3 separate regions of the Sus scrofa genome follow, and all the other regions are linked to region 2. A link is a contact called in public HiChIP or PLAC-seq data. All regions are on one chromosome and are shown on one strand. Each heading gives the region's core, a stretch centred on a gene start, on an enhancer-like site or on the middle of the called end of the contact. The rest is flanking DNA. Distances are from core to core; before and after follow the strand shown. Region 1 overlaps LOC110257796 (a long non-coding RNA gene). Region 2 overlaps ACSL4 (acyl-CoA synthetase long-chain family member 4). Region 3 has its middle 95 kb from the start of TMEM164.

The links. HiChIP or PLAC-seq counts read pairs in DNA pulled down with a chosen protein or histone mark.
Region 1: an H3K27ac HiChIP or PLAC-seq map of alveolar macrophages shows a contact between it and region 2. The contact joins two enhancer-like sites. A contact is called at or near these places in 12 of 47 Hi-C or Micro-C datasets (alveolar macrophages, embryonic fibroblasts, fetal skeletal muscle and 7 more) and 2 of 2 datasets of contacts at active chromatin or transcription factors (alveolar macrophages and skeletal muscle).
Region 3: an H3K27ac HiChIP or PLAC-seq map of alveolar macrophages shows a contact between it and region 2. The contact joins two enhancer-like sites. A contact is called at or near these places in 1 of 47 Hi-C or Micro-C datasets (subcutaneous adipose tissue) and 1 of 2 datasets of contacts at active chromatin or transcription factors (alveolar macrophages).

The regions. Positions count from the first base shown.
Region 1 is chrX:89,947,720-89,951,412 of Sscrofa11.1, forward strand. The region is part of intron 3 of LOC110257796 (a long non-coding RNA gene); the gene reads right to left. Among named protein-coding and RNA genes, the nearest start is that of ACSL4, 110 kb to the left of the region's middle. Within about 2 kb of position 1,817, at least 5 of the 83 cell types and tissues checked have an H3K27ac peak or open chromatin away from gene starts, as enhancers often do. A contact at or near this core is called in alveolar macrophages, where this site is marked.
Region 2 is chrX:89,778,595-89,782,138 of Sscrofa11.1, forward strand. It overlaps ACSL4 (acyl-CoA synthetase long-chain family member 4), which reads right to left. Exons shown (of 16, transcript NM_001038694.1): 10 at 3,342-3,481; 11 at 2,424-2,596. Among named protein-coding and RNA genes, the nearest start is that of KCNE5, 38 kb to the left of the region's middle. Within about 2 kb of position 1,682, at least 2 of the 83 cell types and tissues checked have an H3K27ac peak or open chromatin away from gene starts, as enhancers often do. A contact at or near this core is called in alveolar macrophages, where this site is marked.
Region 3 is chrX:90,008,668-90,012,292 of Sscrofa11.1, forward strand. No RefSeq gene overlaps it. Among named protein-coding and RNA genes, the nearest start is that of TMEM164, 95 kb to the right of the region's middle. Within about 2 kb of position 1,949, at least 1 of the 83 cell types and tissues checked has an H3K27ac peak or open chromatin away from gene starts, as enhancers often do. A contact at or near this core is called in alveolar macrophages, where this site is marked.

The sequences.
Region 1 (3,693 bases), core at 567-3,066, 170 kb after region 2:
GATAATCAAATGCTGGAGAAAAAATATCTTTAATAGAAAAAAAGAAACTAAAACAAACATTGAAAAAGAAACTGGGGAGAAATAGAAACAATGCAGGGAGCAGAAGGAGCCATAAGATAAACCCTGTAATTAAGATTTTCAGAGAGGAGTTCCCATCGCGGCGCGGCGGAAACGAATCCAACTAGGAACCATGAGGTCATGGGTTCGATCCCTGGCCTCACTCAGTGGGTTAAGGATCCGGCGTTGCCGTGAGCTATGGTGTAGGTCACAGACACGGCTCAGATCCCACGCTGCTGTGGCTCTGGCGTAGGCCGGTGGCTACCACTTCAGATTCGACGCCTAGCCTGGGAACTACCATGTGCCGAGGGTGTGGCCCTAAAAAGACAAAAAGACCAAAAAAGAACGAGCTCTTAAAAAGTCGAACGACTAGAGTAGAATTGTTTTTAATTCAGCAGAAAGAACGTATATTTTAAAAATCTCTAGAGTGCAGAATTAAATGGCTATGAGGTTAGGAAATAAAGACAGGATATAAGAATTAAAGAACCATTATCCATTGTGAGCTCCCAGAGAGAGAAGAGGGGAAAAATGGAGCCGAAATAATCGAACAGAATAATGGAAGTATATCCCCCAGCAGAAGGAAATGAGTTACCTAAGGGCTAAGTATCCAGTACAATGACTATAAGACACATGCTGAGGCACATGGTCATAAAATTTCAGAATTTGAAGGATAACCTCTTCAAAAAATTACCTCCCATGAACACTTTGCAGGAAGCCATTGGAGTGTGTGCATCACCATGACAAGGGAGTGGCCAGAAGATGACATGGGATCCAGGAAACAAAGGGTCCAACACAAGAGACTGATGACAAAAAGTCCCAGGATGAAGGTAAAGGGAAGACAGCCATGCTGTAGGCTAGAGACAGGTAGATGGAAGGTTCTGAGAGGATGTCTCCATAAAAAAAAAAAAATCAGATTATCTGATGTGTTGACTTTATTGAGAAGAGTATTAGATCATTTGGGGAAGTCTGGGGTTGGATTAGTAATGATAACCATATAAAAACTAAGTGAGTGAGGAGTTCCCACTGTGGCCCAGCAGTAATGAGCCTGACTAGTATCCATGAGAATGTGGGTTCGATCCCTGGCCTCACTCAGTGGGTCAAGGACCCGGAGTTGCCATGAGCTGTGGTGTAGGTCGCAGATGTGGCTCGGATCTGGTGCTGCTGTGGCTGTGGCGTAGATCAGTAGCTGTAGCTCTGATTCAACCCCTAGCCTGGGAAAAATCCCCTATGCCACAGGTGTGGCCCTAAAAAGACCAGAAAAAAAAAAAAAAAACTGAGTGAACTAAAAGGAAACTATTATCAACTCCAAGCCAAACAGGACATTTGTATATGTGTATGTTGCAGGGGGGAGGGTTGAAAGGGAACAAAATCATGATAATTCATATAGAAAGGGAAATAGAAAATGCTTAAAATTAAAACATCAAGAGAGAGCAGTATCAACTGTAAGTCAGGAACTGAAATACCAAAGCAAACCCCCAAACCAACCAAGAGAAGTGAGAGTGGTTCCCTCTTAAAAGAAGGACACAGGAAATGGGAAGTGTGGAGATTTCTGGGTTTGTTTTTTCTTTTCAATACCAGGACTCCTGGTACTATCCATTCAACTATGTGCACGGATTGCTTGGACAATACTAGTAACTGCTGAGAAGGGTTTCTGTGGGGTTTAAAGAACAGAATGCAAGTAAAGCTCGCAGCGTAGCCCTTGGAGTGTACGTGTTATTGAAAGTCCTTGTTACATAATAGGCACGAAAACTGTTTAAAGTGCCAAGTTGTTATAACACCAGCTACAGAGAGCTGTAATCAGGAAGGTCAATCAGCCGTATAGTGTGTTCAAAGTCATGTGATTCTTGGTGTCTCAGACACTTTGGAACTTTAAGGCTACTTCCTATCTTCTACTCACACGCAAAATGGAGAGCTTTTACTTCCGCTATTCCATCTCCTCCACTGCTGGGAGCCAAGAAAGAGATCTACGTTTGGGCACCTCTGACATCTAGCCCCAGATGTGAGGTGAGGAACAGCACAATAAATGCCGTGGCTTTCTTTTGTAGAGCCCACGAGACCTGGTTTCTTTAAAGGAAAAAAAAAATCTCAGGCTGGATGGACTTTTCTCCAGCATCGCAAAGGTACTGGTGCCTCTAGCCCTGAAGACAATGACTCTCCCTGCTACTGGAGCCATCAGGTCTCTGGACTCTCAGGCAAAGAGAATGGAAGCTGAATGAACAGCTTAAGAATATCGTAGGGTCTTCACATCTGGAAGTGTAGCTGGGGAAGTTTTATTCTCCCAGACTCCCCCCAGCTTGAAAGCGTCTAACTCTGTTTTCTTTGTTGTTTGGGTTTTTTCTTCCTCCCATTTAATTGCACACTAGAACCATGTTTTGAGACAGTCTGATTTTGATTAAAGGTCTCGTCACACCATAGTCAGGATAACTTTTTTTCTTTTTAGGGCCGCACCTGCAGCACATGGAAGTTCTCAGGCTAGGGGTTGAATTGGAGCAGCAGCTGCCAGCCTATATCACAGCCACAAGGCCAGATCTGACACCACAGCTCATGGCAAAGTCTGATCCTTAACCCACTGAGCAAGGCTAGGGATCAAACCCGGATCCTCATGGATACCAGTCGGGTTTGGGTTCATTACCACTGAGCCACAATAGGAATTCCAGGATAACCTTTCTCGTACCACAACCTAGTAGAAAGTTGGTAGAATAAAAGAGAGAGCCTAGGTCGTGTGGTGTCTGATAAAAGCCCTGACTCTGGGTCAGATGAACCTGGGTTTGCCTCAATTTTATCATTTCACTGTCACATTAAGCAAGCTGCTTAACCTCCATATGCCTTAATTTCTCAACTAGCAAGTGGGAATGACAACATCCATTCTCTAAGATTCTCACAAGAGCTAAATCACCTCACACGGCACTTGGGGCATAGTAAGCACTTTGGAAAACGCTAAGCACTCATCTATTCATCATGCCTTCTCGGGAAGAGAACCTGCTCCTTTCCAGATGAGATCTGGAAATCGAAAAGTTACTTAAGCCTACAGTTTCCACTTTATCATCCAAACTGGAAATACACCAAATCTAAAGGAATCCCCAAACTTATCAAACATACTTTTCATTTCTCCAACCGGGTCAAAGGAAAATGGCTTTCAAAAATTCATCTATGAGTGGATAAGCCATGAGATCCTGCTGCATGTACAGCGAGGGAACTATGTCTAATCACTTGTGATAGAACATGATGGAGGATAATGTGAGAAAAAAATGTATATATATACATGTATAACTGGGTCACTTTACAGCAGAAATTGACAGAGCATTGTAAATCAACTGTAATAAAAAAAATTAAATAAATAAATAAATTCATCCGTGGTTGGTCACTGTTCCTCTAGCGCCTACTAGCGGCAAAATGCATGAAATGCCTCCACATTTCTCAGATTTTTGTTAACCCTAAATTTGAGGTGGGAGATAAGTCTTTAAACTGTCCTGGTGGTGGGTTTGTTTTTTAAACGGCGACTCAAATCAGGGTGCCACATAATTTAGGTGCGTTTGTCTGTAAAACTCTTGTCTGTGAACGTGCTTTAGATGGGGATTCTCTCTGTAGACAGAGATAAAAATACAAGATGACCTTAGAAAGAAGTGACAAAAGTGT
Region 2 (3,544 bases), core at 432-2,931:
AGAGGAGTGGATCAAGAAGATGTGGTACATATACACAATGGAATATGACTCAGCCATTAAAAAGAACGAAATACCAGCATTTATAGCAACATGGATGAACCTAGAAACGATCATGCTAAGTGAAGTCAGTCAGACAATGAGACACCAACATCACATGCTTTCACTGACACGTGGAATCTGAAAAAAGGACAGACTGAACTTCTTTGCAGAACAGATGCTGACTCACAGACATTGAAAAACTTATGGTCTCTGGAGGAGACAGTTTGGGGGGGTGGAGGGATGTGCTTGGGCTGTGGGATGGAAATCCTGTGAAATCAGATTGTGATGATCATTATACAACTACAGATGTGATAAATTCATTTGAGTAATAAAAATTAAAAAAAATGTTAGTGGCTGTTATCAAACAGGACAATGGTGCTGATATCATCCTTTTGTAGTTTGTGGTGATTGCCAGCAATGAGCAAATATCTACGGACAACCTATTCTGTACCTAGCATTACATTAAACATTGTGAGGAAAACACATTAAAGGTAAGGAGACACTGCCCTCCATGAGCTGGAAAGAAACAACCTGGAGAGAAAAGTATGTGCAATAATTTAGAGCACATTTAAATTCTAACCTGCATGGTACTGCTGGTGAGCACAGTAGCCCCTTAAAGACTAGAAAGAACAATGTAAAATGAAATAGCTGAGAAAGACCTAATTGAAGAGTTGCACACAAGAAGATGGCCGTGATTGGACAGCCAAAAGGACCTTCCAAAAGAAAGAAACAGAAAATGCAAGAGCAGAGTTCCCCTTATGGCACAGTGGTTAACGAATCCGACTAGGAACCATGAGGTTGCAGGTTCGATCCCTGGCCTTGCTCAGTGGGTTGAGGATTCGGCGTTGCCATGAGCTGTGGTGTGGGTTGCAGACGAGGCTCGGATCCCGCATTGCTGGGGCTCTGGCGTAGGCCAGTGACTACAGCTCCGATTCGACCCCTAGCCTGGGAACCTCCCTATGCCACGGGAGCGGCCCTAGAATAAGGCAAAAAGACAAAAAAAAAAAAAAAAAAAAAAAAAGAAAAAGGAAAAAGAAAGAAAGAAAATACAAGAGCAAGAAGATTGGCTTGTCTGGAGAGAAGAACCCAGCTGTGTACACAGGAGGGAAATTATGAAGAACAGACACAATGGTGCCAGGTTAGAGACCTCTTGAAAGCTAGGTTCATCAGGTATGGAGCCGTGTTTGAGGTGGCTGTTGTCTAAGAGAAGAATACAGGATGAATCCTAAGTGACATCGATGAATCCTAAGCAGTTGAAAGGCTGTTACCTCAGAGCAGTGTGAAGTAGTAAAATGTCAGATGCCAAAGGTGGCAGGCAGGGGAGGGAGAAAGCCAACGAAAAAATGGGAGGATCTGATGAAAGTTAAAGCTATTAAAAAATCAGATGACTTCAAAGTCAATGCCTTGAATGACTTGAGGAATGGTAATAACACTGTCACAAACAATTTGGCAATGGAGAGACGGTTTTTGGATAATGGCCTTGACTTTGTACATGAGGTTAAAGTAAAAGTGAGATGATGAAATGAAAATTACTTTATACCCCACTGTTTCACAATCCAGGGTGATTTGCCCTTGAGGACATATTTGGCAATGTCTGGAGATATATTTCATTGCCACATTATCTAGCTGCTATCTTGTGGCTAAGCATCCTACAGTGTGCCAGAAAGACCCAACAATCAAGGATTATCTGGCTCAAAATTTCAAGAGTGTCAGCATTGAGAAACCCTGCTATAGACTGTTGAAAACAACAGAAGAGAAAGCAAACAAGAACTTAGGGCAGGAATATAGATTTGAGAAGGAGGACAAAAGTGATACTTTATTCTAAGAGTTCAGTTCTCCACAGAAGTGATCACTTAGAGAAGATTAAAAGACCAGGGTGACAGAACTCTGAGGACTGACAATTTGGCATAAATATTTACGAGGCTTAAAAATAAAAAGTACACGGAGTTCCCATTGTGGCTCAGTGGAAATGAATCTGACTAGGATCCATGAGGACGCAGGTTCGATCTCGGGCCTCGCTCAGTGGGTTAAGGATCTGGCATTGCCGTGAACTGCAGTGTAGGTCACAGACATGGCTCGGATCCTGCGTTGCTATGGCTGTGGTGTAGGCCAACAGTCACAGCTCCGATTCAACCCCTAACTTGGGAACCTCCATATGCCGCAGATGCGGCCCTAAAAAAAATAAATAAATAAAAAAGCAAAAAATAAAAAATAAAAGGTACACACAATCAAGTAAACATTTCCAAAACTAAAACTACGCAGATTTGCATTGACTCTGATGTAACTTAAGAGGTAGAAAGTTACCATGGTTCCCAAAGGCAAAGCAAATTGGCTTTGCCAGTAGCAACTAATATAGAAGTATTTGCCCTGTTAAAAATGCTTACCTTCAGTAACCGTGCCAGCGCCACACGATTCTGTCAATCCATAGCCTTGACCAACCGGGCAGCAGAAGCAGACATTCATGAATCGGTGTGTCTGCGGAGACAGGGGTGCTCCACCAGACAGCATCATACGGACATTCCCTCCTAGCAAAGCCTTCACCTTTTTAAACAGTAGCCTTGATAAAAGGGGGGGGAAATAAATGATTTGAATATATGCATAGATTATTTTTGGTGACATACTAATTTACAGGCTCTGGAAAAGATTTCTCAACTTGGGTCAAACATCTACACTTTAGGACCATTGCGATAATGAGAGGTTAACAAAGAGACCACTAGTAACACCTTAGGAGAAAAGTCAGGAAAACTCTTAAAAATGCAAAAAGAAAAATGCCGTGTTGGGAAACTACTTTGACACACAGGAGATGAAAGAAAATGATGATGTCAATGGAAAAACTGTAGTTATCCTTGGAACATTTAGTCATCTATCTTATTTCCCATCCAATGAAAACACTTCCCCATCCTGACTCTCCAGCACCACATTTAAAATAACTTATATTCATACCCCTAATATGTTATTTTGTGACTACAATAAGTCAGAAAGCTTTGTGCAAAATAAATCTTGAAAAATCACTTTTTAAAACTCAATTGTCTTGACACAAGAGTCCGTTGTAGTTTTTCTTCATGAGACCAAATTTTTTAATTAAATTTTTAAAACATTCTCAATTATTAAAATGTGTTAAATTGCCAAGATCAGAGTTCAAGGTCCTGTGCCTGCTACACAAGCAATGAGGCTTAGAAGTGAAAAAAAGAGAAATTCAACGCTGGTGGTAATTACCTTGCCATGTGCTTATTCATCTTCCAAATGTAAAAACACGAAAAGATCTAAAGGCTCAAACTATAGAATCTATAAGATATACTTACAGATTGCAAAGTGGGGCATCATATCCCTTTTTGATCTGTTCCAATTTGTAATCATACCCTATCTTGAACAGAGTTTTCTGAATATAATTCATCTCTTGGACTTTGCTCATAACATTCTTATAAATTCTATCCATGATTTCCTAAAAGGTAAGAAGCAACATATTAAATAATCAGAAAGGAACCGCACCAACACTGAGACGGTC
Region 3 (3,625 bases), core at 699-3,198, 230 kb after region 2:
CAGCTAATATTTATTGCGGATCGCTATGAACCTAGCGCCATGTTGGAGCCTGAGAAGGCGTGGGAAGTACCTTGCAAACAATCCTGCATCTGCTATTGGGAAAGTCATGATCTGGTAGGGAACACGAGCTGCTTCCACCTTCCCGTGATTTAATGGGCTGAATGTCACAGGCGAGGCAGCAAGGGCAATGAAAGCTCCAAGCAGATGTGCCCTCTGCCTGGCACATGGACACCTGTGCATGCCTGGAGATCTTAATAGGGAAACTGGGATTTCCGCAGTCTCCACGCGGCCAGAATCTGAAATGGCAATCTGCTCTCTCTGCTCCCTTGGGGACCAGAGTCATCACAAAATTGGATTTCTGAAGTCCCCAGAGCTTCCTCTGTACCTAAGAAGGAGAGCAAAAGAAGACTGTGGTTCAAGGCCTTCTACCCCTTAATGAGCATCATCTTAGATGGGCCCTGGGTGATGTACCATGGCCTCCTGGAGGATATTCGAAAACAATGCCTGATCAGATGGCCTCTGCTCCAGGCAGTTCTGCTCCAAGACCCACACAAGAAAATGCCCTTGTCAGTCTACATTCCTCAGAAAAGACATTTCCCTGAAGCCCAGAGGCAGCAGAAGTTGTCCCATGACTGAGGACCTTGGTTTCTGTCTTCCTTGATCCTGGCCAAACCCAGCCCTGCCGAAGTCTTTCCTGTGATGTGGGCCACAAGATTCTTATCTGGGAATATAAAGAAGTTGACTGGAGTTCCCGTCGTGGCTCAGTGGTTAAGGAATCCGACTAGGAACCATGAGGTTGTGGGTTCGATCCCTGGCCTTGCTCAGTGGGTTAAGGATCTGGCGTGGCCGTGAGCTGTGGTGTAGGTTGCACATGCGGCTCGGATCCCGCGTTGCTGTGGCTCTGGCGCAGGCCCCTGGCTACAGCTCCAATTCGACCCCTAGCCTGGGAACCTCCATATGCTGTGGGAGTGGCCCAAGAAAATGGCAAAAAGACAAAAAAAAAGAAAAAAAAAAAGAAGTTGACTATGTGAAGTACTTAAGAAAGCACTCGGCACATCATAAGCCTTCTAGCCGTGCCCCTACCTCATAGGGTAGGTGTCAGGATTACATTAGATTATCCATGTAAAATGAATAGCATTTGGAGTTCCCTGTTGGCCTGGCAGTTAAAGGATCTGATGTTGTCACTGCTGTGGCTCAGGTCGCTGCTGTGGTAAATGTTCCATCCCTAGCCTTGGTACTTCCACATGCTGCAGCATGTGGCCAAAAAAATTTTTTTTAAATAAATAAAATGAGGAGTTCCCGTCGTGGCGCAGTGGTTAACGAATCCGACTAGGAACCATGAGGTTGCGGGTTCGATCCCTGGCCTTGCTCAGTGGGTTCAGGATCCAGCGTTGTCGTGAGCCGTGGTGTAGGTCGCAGACGTGGCTCGGATCCAGCGCTGCTGTGGCTCTGGCGTAGGCTGACGGCTACAGCTCCAATTGGACCCCTAGCCTGGGAACCTCCATATGCCGCGGGAGTGGCCCAAGAAATAGCAAAAAGACAAAAATAAATAAATAAATAAATAAATAAAATCATTAGCATTCAATAAATGTTAGGTCCTTGGTCAAGGAGTACCTCAGTTGCTGTAAATTCCACTCATGAATCTATATCTTCAAGAAGCTTGTGGGATCAAAGGTTCTGTTTAGGAAGAGGAATTGATACTCAACACCAAGGTCTATAAATCCCACGCATTCAGAGTTTAAAGAGGCTGGAACAAGGAATCCCCACATCTCCCCACCTGCACCCCATTCCAGTGTCATGACTCTCATGAAGATAGCCAATGATCTCTTTCTTGGTCCGTTCAATGGATGTTTTCAACCCTCATTTTCTGTGACCTTTATCTTTCACTAGGCAGCGCTGGCACTGCTGAGTCACTGTTCTCTTCATGAGATGTTGCGTTGGCTTATGTGTCATCACGCCCTCCAGGTTTTCCTCTTTCTCTCTGGCCACTCCTTCTAACTCTCCTTTGCAGATGCTTCTTCCTGCAGCCCTCTCTTCACTGCTGGTGACCAGCAGGATCTTTCTTAGGCAGGCTTCTCTTCTCACTAGACATATTTTCCCTTAGGCAATCTTATCCACACCCATGGGTCAATGACCCGTATGCTCATGACTCCTAAATCTCTAGCCCAGTTCTCTCTTCTGAATTCCACACCCATAGCTCTGAGAGCCAGCCGGACTTTTCCTCATGGATGTCTTACAAGCACCTCTAACCCTTCAAGGTCCTAATTCAACCCACCATCCTCACCTCCACAAACAACTTTGCACCTCTTCCTGTGTTCTCTATCTCCCTCTCTGTCATCACCTACATCTATCCATGAAGAGGTAGCTCTACTTCTAGAATATACCCTGCATTAATCCATTTTTCTGTTTCCATTAGCACCACCCTAAACCAGGACATTGGCATCTCTCACCTATAACAGCTTTCTTCTTGTTGTTCTTCTTATTCTTGTTCTTGTTCTTCTCCTTCTTCTTCCTCTTGTTCTTCTCCTTCTTCTTCTTCCTCCTCTTGTTCTTGTTCTTCTCCTTCTTCCTCCTCTTGTTCTTGTTCTTCTCCTTCTTCTTCCTCTTGTTCTTGTTCTTCTCCTTCTTCTTCCTCTTGTTCTTGTTCTTCTCCTTCTTCTTCCTCTTGTTCTTCTCCTTCTCCTTCTTCTTGTTCTTGTTCTCCTCCTTCTTCTTCTTCCTCTTGTTCTTCTCCTTCTTCTTCTTTGTTTTTTTAGGGCCACACCCACAGTCTATGGAGGTTCCCAGGCTAGGGGTCGAATCAGAGCTATAGCCGCTGGCCTATACCATGGCCACAGCAGTGCGGGATCCAAGCCACATCTGCGACCTACACCACAGCTCACAGCAATGCTGGATCTTTAACCCACTGAGTGAGGCCATGGATCGGAAGTGCATCCTCATGGATGCTAGTCAGATTCATTTCCACTGAGCCATGCCGGGAACCCCTGTAACAGCTTTCTAATGGGTCCCTTCCCTCCTGCTTGTCCCCTTACCAGTTCACCCCCCACACTAAAGCTGGAGGGAGTGTTCTGAAACAGCACAGATGATCAGGACACTCATCTGCTTAAAATCTCTTGACGACTCCTCAGAGATTTTAGCTGATAATAATTATAGCTTGCACTTATATAGTACTTAATATGTGCCAGGCATTTCTCTGAGACATATATTGCCAATATCCAAGAAACAACCGAGACCTCGCAGCTATGTGAGTGAGCTTGAAACTGGATTATCCAGCCCCAGTCAAGCCTTGAGATGGCTGCTCCAGCCAACAGCTTGATTGCAACTGAACCTGAATTACCTGCATAAATCACTCCCACATGTCTGACCCTTAGAAACCACGTGAGTGTTTGAAACCAAATACGAGTTTGTTGAACCTTAGAAACCAAATAAGTGTTGTTTTAAGCTGCTGAGTTTGGGGAAATTTTGCTACACAGGGATAGATAACTCACTTATCACTCTAGTATATGACCTCCAACGTCATTCATTCATTCATTCAACCAACCAGTCACTATATAATGAGTGCCAAGTATGAAAAATATGAGCACCAAATATGAAAACTACTTATGTCCATGCTCCCTTACCCTTT